2 separate regions of the Mus musculus genome follow, and region 2 is linked to region 1. The links are chromatin contacts, called in public promoter capture Hi-C maps. All regions are on one chromosome and are shown on one strand. Each heading gives the region's core, a stretch centred on a gene start, on an enhancer-like site or on the middle of the called end of the contact. The rest is flanking DNA. Distances are from core to core; before and after follow the strand shown. Region 1 holds the start of E130008D07Rik (RIKEN cDNA E130008D07 gene). Region 2 holds the start of Pla2g7 (phospholipase A2, group VII (platelet-activating factor acetylhydrolase, plasma)).

The links. Capture Hi-C pulls out chosen DNA fragments and counts their contacts.
Region 2: a contact with region 1 is called in a promoter capture Hi-C map of adipose tissue, with 2.6 times the contacts expected there. The contact joins the promoter of Pla2g7 here to the promoter of E130008D07Rik in region 1.

Annotation. Positions count from the first base shown.
Region 1 is chr17:43,155,211-43,159,884 of GRCm38.p6, forward strand. E130008D07Rik (RIKEN cDNA E130008D07 gene) reads right to left here and starts at 3,081. Exons shown (of 6, transcript NR_045155.1): 1 at 2,560-3,081; 2 at 1,206-1,267.
Region 2 is chr17:43,565,152-43,570,217 of GRCm38.p6, forward strand. It overlaps Pla2g7 (phospholipase A2, group VII (platelet-activating factor acetylhydrolase, plasma)), which reads left to right and starts at 3,300. Exons shown (of 12, transcript NM_013737.5): 1 at 3,300-3,635.

The sequences.
Region 1 (4,674 bases), core at 1,831-4,330:
GATCCACTCCACTGTTGCTGCTGTTCTTGGTGATCATCCCATGGTACTGTGTTGTGTCTGCTCTTGACCAGCAAGAAAGACACAACGGCCAGATTCTTCTCAACAGCCTTTATTGCAGGAATGCCTCAATGCTGCTACAGGGACCTAGGGAACCCAGGGAGGTCTGCTTATATACTCTCCAGCACAGGGAAAGGCTTCATGGCCCCCTGGGATTGGTCAGTCTGCCGGCACCTAATTTGCATGCACCCGCTCCGGAGGGGTTGGCGCCAGACTCGGACTTACATCTGCGCTGATGTTGTTTATGACAATGGCACACCTGGTGCCCAGAGCCATCTTAGAGTTGGCTTCCTACAGTACTGGTATCTCCAATACTCTGGGGCCTTCTACTGCAACGAGGCTTCACCAATAACCTCTCATAGGTTCTCTCCATGGTGCCAAGCCTCAACTTCTTTTCATGACCCCTTCAGTCCTGGGCTGTCAAGTGCAACTGAGGCTGCATCTTCACCAATGGCCTTCCATGGCCTCTCAGAGTGCCAAGCCTCAGCTGCTCTTTATGTTCCCTTCATCCCTTCAAAACCAGTAACACCTGAGTGATGGGGATGGATGTAGATGAGGTGAAACCCAGAACACCTCTCATTCCCTGCAAGGGAAGACCCATGCCTGTAGCCAGAAATGTTAGGATTAGAGCAAAACCCTTAGTAGAAACTGCTGTGATTCTCATTTGGAAGACCATGGACTGATCTGTCAGCAGTGTTATTGGAGGTAGCCTTTTTCTTTCTCCATTGTGAAGTTGATGGTCCTTGGGCAGACTTCAAGAAAGGGTCTGAGGAGACAGACCCAGGAAGAGTGTAGCAATAACATTTGATTTGCGATTAAGAAGGCTGGAGTCATAATTAGCCCTAAATGGGACAACTCTATCACCCTCTCCAATGCTCAGGGAAGAGGAGACAGAAAGAATGTAAAAGCCATTCTGGGCTTGACATAGCTGTTGTCTTCATGTGGTGACCTGCACTAGAGCTGCAGGCGACTGGGCATTCATCAAGTGTGTGGGAGGGTCCCCTGAGGCCCCACCCCTCCCTTCAGGACTAACAGAAGTTAGTGCTTGCCAAGGGAGTAGCTATCATCCTCTGCAGTGACACGGAAGCTGACAAGTTACCCATGCTCCAGGAAATAAACTCCCACCCACGCTCAGGCAGGCGACTTACCTTAGACTGAGTAAGTCACACACAAAAGAAGACATGAAAGAAGGAGGGGCTCTTCGTTGAGACTAAGGGTTTCAAGTGGGAGAAAGAGAAGGATAAGACTATTAAAATTCATTACATACAGGTATGGAACTGCCAAAGAAGAAAATGATGAAGAGCAGCAGCTGCCGCCACCGGGAGTGAGTCAGAGGTGGCCTGCAAGCCTGCAGGAACCTGGCCCTCACCAACAGAAAAGGCGGAGGACAGACACCTGACAAGAGTGTTCTCTTCCCTCCACTAAGTGTCTTTTACAGTTTACATGTTGATTTGGGAGACTGTTAATTCTGGGATATGCGGGGGGTGGGGTGGGGGGAACAACTCCAACATTCTGGACCAAATTTAAAGCAACCTTTATTAAATATTAGATATTGACCAAGGGATGGACCTTAGTTGGGACCATTTCACAGAACTTCCCACCTGAGAATGGCCTGAGCCATGGGTTGCAGGGGCAAAGGGCAAACCTATAGGCCACTGTACTTTCCCATGATGCTTTGCTGTTTCCTAAGAACTATAATTCCCAGCATTGCAGGAAGTTACTGGGTTTCTGGGCAGGTAAGGCTTACAGGTTAATTTTGGGCATTATAAGACAAATACCAAAATATTATCTATGATACTATTGCTTTATTTTATTTTATTTTCAATTACATATGCTTGTATGTGCATGAGAGTGCAAGTGCCCACAGAGGTTAGAAGGAGGTATTAGGTATCCTGGAGATGGAGTTACAGGAGATTATGAGCTATCATATAGATGTTGGAATTAAACCTCAGTCCTCTGGAAGAGCAGCCAATGAGCCATATCTCCAGCCCTATCAACCTGTTGGGTTGTTTAAAAATAATTCTTTTATTTTTATTTTTAAGTATGTGTGTGTTTGTGTGTGTGTGTGTACATGGGTGCAGTACCCTAAGAGACCGGAAGAGAACATTGGATTCCCCCCCCCCCCACCGCCCCCACCTCCCGAGCTGGAGTTACAGGCAGATGTGTCCCTTGGAAACCAAACTCAGCTCGCCTAGAAGAGGACTGGACTATCGAGCCTAAGCGCCCATCTAAGTCTTTGTATCCAGTCTTTCTGCAACCCTGGAAGCCTTTTTACCAAAAAGTACATTCTTTCATCCTAGCTGTTTTTTGTGACTAGCACCTGCTGAAAAAAAAAAATAAGAAAGAAAGAAAGAAAGAAAAAACCCAAAACATCATCAAAACAACAAAAAGCCAAGCCCACCAACAAGAAACGGATATACACAAAAGCCAAGAAAAACAAAACAAGCCCCCCCAAGCCCCAGCTATTCATCAAGATAGGAAAGAGAAACACCCAACTCCTACCTGCGCTTGGTGATTGCTTGGTGAAAAATAAAAGTATTTTTCCTCTCATTCCTTCTTTTGTGATCAAATGAATAATGAAGGGATTGAGCCTTTGCTAGTGTGCATGCCCCTGCAGGGAGCCAAGAAACAAATAGGTTTCCTAAGGGTATAACCCAGCCTTTTCGGCTTTTCCGTCATCACGTGATTGAGGGCTTCTGCTTCCCACTTAACCTGCATCCTTCCCAGACTGATTCATGGAACCTCAAGGGCTCTACAGGAAAATTCAAACATCAGCTTCTCTCTGCCATAGGACTTCCATCCGAAGGAATGGTTCCTTGGTTGTTGCCTTCACAGCCCTCACATCCGGGCTGGACCTGGCAGAAAGTTGACATTTGACCCCTATCTAGAGCATAGACGATGCTGGCAGCCGTATGTCCTCACTTTTGCCATTCCGGTGCCTCCCTCGGGGCACAGCCAAGGTTCCGAGATGGGCATTTTCAGGAGGAAACGATTTTATTTGAGGTCTTGGCAGGGAGATGAGAGGAGGAGGCGTGCCACCTTCTGTAACAAAAGGCATTTCCCAGCCTTAGACACACCCTTAGGCCCAGATGTACACTCCCACTCCTGTCAATCCAACTGCACTGACTAGCAACCCTAATGCCTGCTGCTTCCAGGCACCCCGCAGCCTGCGTCTTGTTTCCACTATTTCCTCTGCCTGTCGCAGGGAAAGCCTCACTACCAAGAGCCTTCAAACACAGTTCCTGTTACTAATTTTGCCCCAAAGGGTACCACAGTGATTAACTTAATGCTTCCCCAGGGATGACTCTCTCTGTCTGGGGTCAGGGTGGGGCTGGATGGATTTTCTTTATTAAGGATGGTGGGAACCCTCTTTTGAGCTTTGAAGTCTCGCCTTAGATTTTTTTTTAATTTTATTTTTTATTTTTGATAACTACAAAGGGACAGGAAGTCTCTTTTTACTCCTCTGAGGCTTGCTGTTCTCCAGGGGCATGGAAAATGTACACGTTGTTAGCCCCCCAAGCCTGGGGGCTGGGGCCCGCGCTCTGCCGGATTGTTTTTATATCCCAGCAAAAAGCATCTGTGTGCAGAACAGCAGCTGGTCTGCTGCTGCCAACTGCACGTTCCCAGTACCAATGTAAGCACTTTCCTTAGAGGTTAAAACCCCCAAGGCACTGTTTGTGTTTGGAGAAGAAATGCTCTAAAAATAGTAAGTGGGGGTTTAAAGTCTCTTCGTCAGATGTTCGGAAGCACGCTGACCTGGTGCGCTGCTTCTTAGAACCAGAGCTCATTGGCAGGTTGCTGTGCCTTGCACCTACGATTCCTGACTCCTTCAGTAAGCTAGCTGGTGAAGAGCTGGAGAATCTGTATTTATAATAAATCCCCGGGTGGGGCATTGATGTTGCTGATTTTAAGAACACACACTGTTGTAGCCAGTCAAAAGACCCTTACTCAGAAAGACCACAGAGACCGCCGCCATCGCTGCAAACCGCATGAGGATTTTTATTGATCCAACATGTTGGGGACACCCCTCTCAGCACGCAGGCCAGAGGAGAGACCCAGAACAAAGAAAGATCACATTTTTTATACCTTTGTAAGGGGCAGATTTGAGTAACAGGGTTCTTATTGGTGTAGCAAGTAACCCTTTCAGGCATTGGTTGGTTTGTATAGTGACTAAGTAACCCTATGGCCCAGTGACTACTTTGCTTGCCCCCATGGTGGGTTATTATGATTTGGTCAGCAAAGTAATAGTACTTTAACATCACAGCTATTAACGTCAAGGGAATTCTCACAACAAGCTCAGGGTGGTTTGTGGTCTTTGTCAGAATTCAGTGTGGGGCAGGGGTCAGGAGAATTGCTAATCTTGTTATGGTTACTTCTCTGAGAACAGCTAGTATTGTTTTGGTAGTTGCAAGCTTAATCATTTTGACCACCAAAACTATGTTTTTACATTTGTTTAGTCAGCCGGCTTCCCTATCTGGCTCTGCACGTGGCCTGCAAGTACAGTTTGGAAAGTGTTTTTCGAAGGAGGAAGGTACTGGGTGGTCTTGAATTCATTTTGGATATTACAACACAAAGAACCACTGGTCTGGTGTATTTCCCCCCAGTCTGTTGTTGGCT
Region 2 (5,066 bases), core at 2,050-4,549, 410 kb after region 1:
GTTGTGGCTAGTGGACACTGGCTCTTCTTCATCTCCATCCCAGGTTCTAAACAGAGGTGACCTTCCTCTCTGTTCTCATCCCTGCACTGGAGATGCCACTAGGAAAGGCACATCACCACATGGCCAAACTCCATCGCTATGAAGGGACTTTAACTATCACCGGATCACTGTGGGACTCAGAAAGCGTCCCACATATCCAGAAAGATTCCATATTACTTTCAGGTTCTCACCCTCTTCGTTTGCTCCCATTTGAGCTACAGTCATATCTAAACCTTGTTAGTGTCTTTGAATTTGGGTTTTGTTTAAACTCCACAAATGTTATTTTGTGATACTGACGGCTGAACCTAGGACCGTTGATCCCAAAGCTGGGAGGAGAAAGACCAAGAGCCTAAATCGTCAAGGCCAAACTCATTAAAGTAAGCAATTCATTAACACAAGATGATGATGATGAATAATGTACAGGTGCTGCCTCCTCCTAAGGTGGGGTTCCAGAAGTCAGCCTTAGAAGTGACGAAGACAGGGCTTTTAAAGCTCAGAGTTTTTCCAAATATGGGATTTGGTAAGCAAAACAGGCTAGGTTACAGGACCAGAATATAAGCACAACAAGTTAGTCTCTCCTGAAACAAAGACATAGTCGCAAGGTGGACATAACAAGGGAGTCATTGTTCGGTGAACCCCCGCTCACCACTCTCACCCGCTCTACCTCCCTGTCCCCCACAAGCCAGGAAGCCCTGTCTGCATACCTTCCCTAGTCTCCTCCTTCATGGAGAAAACTGGCTACCACATCATCACCCCTTGTCTCCGTTTCTGGCAACCCACACAATAGTCACCACCCAGGGGTACGGTGTTTTGGCCATGTATGGGCTCCTAGCTGGCACGTCCTCACTCCTTACCTAAGCTCTATGAAACCCCTTCGCTTTAACCCAGCTTTTCAACTCCACTGAACTCCTCCTGTGACATCTGAGAACCAGCCTGGGAGCTGTCTCTCAATAAACCTGCCCTTATAGTCTTGATTCACCTTGAACTGGCATACTGAGTTGGCGGAGAAACCTATTAGTCATATTAACAGGCACTCATAACAAGGTTGCCGTAGGTGGTCATATAACCTTTTGAAACATAGGTAGGATTGCAAGATGGCTACAGACAACTTTTTGAAACAAAGGCATGGTTCATTGCTGGAGCAGGCATTACGGAACCATCTGTAGTTAAAGTTACGCTAGACCTGATGGGGGTGGGTTGGGGTGGAGAGCATTTCCACAATGCTCTGATTAAGCAAACTTTATTTAGACTGGCCAGTCAGTTGCCTCTCCCAAAATCGGAATTTCAGAGAGCAGATCCTTATCAGCTTTTGAGACCGCTATTATGGGGATAATTAGCTATTAGTGCCTAGACGAAGAGCAGCGGACTCAGGGCTCAAGGGTTTCTGTGGGGTAAAGTGTGATAAAAAACAGGTGGCAGGATATTGGGCTGCAAAAAAGAAGGCAATAAAAAGAAGTGGAAGAATAAATCATGTGAAAGAAGAGTCATCAGAGTATCTGGGAAGGCATATTTTCATAAGGCAAGAGGGCAGTCATAAACCAGGCGTGGTGACACACACTTTTAATCCCAGCACTCGGGAGGCAGAGGCAGGAGGATTTCTGAGTTTGAGGCCAGCCTGGTCTACAGAATAAGTTCCAGGACAGCCAGGGCTACACAGAGAAACCCTGTCTCGAAAAACCAAAACCAAAAGAAACAAACAAACAAAACCCAAAGAAGGCAGTCATAGTCACAGGTTCGGGAGTTTAGCAAGGCAAAAGAATGAACAAACATCATGGGATTGCAAGTTCAATGTAGACAGAAAAACATGGTTTGCAAGATACACTGGTCCTAGGGAACAGACACTTCTTGTAGGGAATGGAGACTTAATAACAATGTATAACAATGTGGCTCCTGTTTCCTTTTCACTGTTCCCGGTGGGGCACAGCCCAGTCTTTGAGAAGCAGAGGTTTAATCATAAACAGGAATGATCCTGGATTGTCTTTACTAAAATGGAGGCTGGCTGGTTCTTTAAGACCTCATGTGTACTAGGCAAGTGCCCTACCACTGATCAGTATTTTCAGGCCTCTATAAATATCCTATATTTACTTCTCAGTTATTGTGTTCGTCCGAAGAGGCTCTAGTAGACCTGAACATGGCAAACCTAGCTTTGTTAGGCCAGAGCCCTTCTCCTCTATCCCCTCTGCCTTGCTAAACTGTTAGATTACATTTCTAAAGCTAGACACCAAGGTCTCCTTCTTACTCTCCCTTGATCCTGCAGAAAATTATTGTTTTAAACTCATAAAGACTAAGTGAGAACTTAACCTAATCCAAAATAATCAAAAGTATAATACTGTAATACAACAGATAAATTTCAACCTAATTTCCCTAAAGTTTCTAAACAGCTTTAGATGAATGATCGGAAGATGGGTTTGAGGAGAAAACCTTTTTGCCGGGGAGATACAACACACATGTTAATGCACCCCAGAAAGGGAACCCAGACTGATCCATAGAACAATTTCCCCAGTGTCTAGCTTGGTGAACCAGTGAGTTCGTCAGGATTGGGGTTCCTAACAGAAGTATGGATGAAGGGGTACTCATAGGAGCAACTGCGTCACTCCCACACAGCACCACAGCTCCGTGGGTGCGAGCGATGACTCATTAAAGCCGCAATCCTGGAGCTCTCTGCACTTTTGTATACATCCTGGCAATCCAAATCTCTCCTTTGTTCTTCAGTCCTTAGAATCTCCAACCCCCCACCCCGCCCCCACCCCCGCCCCGCCCCCCGTTGTTTACACTTTTTATACCGCTGAGAAAGAGCCCTCAAGAATCTTCCAAATTTCTGCTCCTATAGAGAACCTTTCACATCTCCACCTCCACCCCCACGCCCTTGGAGAGGATGTTTGTATTTGCATGGAAATGTTTTTACAGCAATCATTAATAGCCTAGTCAGACTGAGCTATGAGACGGACTCTTCAATCACTCTGTTCCTCATAATCGCAAAGTAAGAAAGCTGGGTAGGGGCAGGCCTTCTAGTCTGGAACGTAATCTCCTCAAGAGGTGAAGCGGGATTCTGGGTACAAAGTAGCAAAATACGAGCTGCGCGGAACCTTTTAGATTCTCGACTAGTGTTCAGTGATTCCGTGAACTTTGCGGATATGGAGAACAGAACGGGGCTAGAAAGATAGGCTTGGGGATGGGCACAGCTCGTCGCGAGCCTGATGAGAATCGGGTGTCAGACTAGGAAACTAAGAGCCCATCATCACCCTCCCCGCCCCCCAGGCACAGTCAGGATCCACGCATGGGCGCTCGAAGAGGTCCAAGTGGTGGCTGTCCCTGGAGCTAGTGTTGTGTGAGCCTGAGTCGCAGCAGCTTGGAGCTGTCAGGAGGCTGGGCCACACGCTCCTCCCCTGTCCCTCTTGCACAGCAACCGGAGGAGGGGAGGGTCGAGCCTAAAGGTAGATTTTACGAGGAGGCTGTATGCTCAACCCACCTCTGAGTTATTCTATCCCCGGGGGTAAAAAGACTGTCTGGAAGCCTGCCGTGCTAGGATCTGACTCGCTCTGGTGGCATTGCTGCGCTCAGGGTTCTGGGTATCCGGGAGTCAGTGCAGTGACCAGGTAAGAAGCCCAAGGGCAGGGAAGGGCTTGTGATGGTGTCAGTGGGCTACTGCGGGGACGTGGGAGCGTGGTCCTCAAGGTGGGTGGGCTGGAACCACAACGTTCAAGTGTTTGGCTCAGGACTCACCTCGGAGCTCCCCAGAAACTGGCTCCAGAATTGTTGCGTGGAGGGGAGGGGTTGCTTCTGAGAAAGCCACCCTAAGAATTCAGAATTGAGGGGGCGGAAGCTGAACCCAGTGCAGCAGGGAAATGTGGTGTTCTTAGATCTCATCCTGGGACGTCCTTACAAGGAATATCCCAGATCTTCCCAGGTCTAAGAAGTTTGAAAACTGAATTATAAAAATAAAGCAATGCTGCTCTTTCTTGGGGCATCCGGCTGCTGGCCAGATGAAATGACCTTTAAGGCTGGATTTTTACAAAGCAAAGTAAGCTAAATAAATTAATTAATTAAAATTAAAATTAAAAAAAAATAAAAAAAGAACATGGTCCTCGATTGGGGCTTCCATTCTATCCCATGGGAATCACTTCAGGGTCGTGGGAAGGAAAAGAGGAAGGAAGGAAGGAAGGAAGGAAGGAAGGAAGGAAGGAAGGAAGGAAGGAAGGGAGGGAGGGAGGGAGGCAGGCAGGCTCTTACTCGCATGGTGTTGTCACCTCTAAAAGGCACGCAATCTGATTTGGGTGGATTACATTTGACCCAAATAAGATTGCTGAGTTGGGAGGCGCGCGCGTGTGTGTGTGTGTGTGTGTGTGTGTGTGTGTGTGTGTGTGTGTTCCCTGAAGCAAGAGGGCTGGTAAGCAAATTTTGAAGTCACATTGACCTGGGTCAAAACAAAGAGAAGGTCTGGAGGGTACTGGAGAACTGTCAGCACCCAGGCAGGTTTTTCTTACTGAAGGGACCCTAGTAACCTTATAGAAGAGATGGCTTACTGATGGAGAGTCCTGAGAATGGCAGCTTCATCTCCTTGCCATGGGGAGTTGGAGTTGTTTCCCTTCCTCAGGCATTTGTACACAGAACCTGTCCCTCACTGATACCATCCTTGTACTGATATCATGGGTTGGCATTCCAGGCTGGCGCTGACCCCAGTCACCCTGAAGCTGAAGGCTCAACATTCTGAGCCTCTGAGAGCTTCCGAGGAGGGACTTTAAAGAGCCTCAGGTACTCACTAAGCAATTGAGGATTCCCCTGTGAGGTGTGAAGGGCTGGTCCAGGATTCCCTCACAGCCAGGGAGTGTCTGCTCATGAGTCATAAAGAACACCTAGGGAATCTAACTAACCGCCCCTCCCCCACTCTGTTTGTAAACAAACAACTCAGCATCTCTTTGAGATGGCCTCAGCATACTGCCTTAAGCAAAGGGCCAGTGGGGTACTTAGAATGGGGGTCCTTGGGAAGGACTCCTTCAAGGGGGACCTTCCTGTTCTTATTTCTTTGT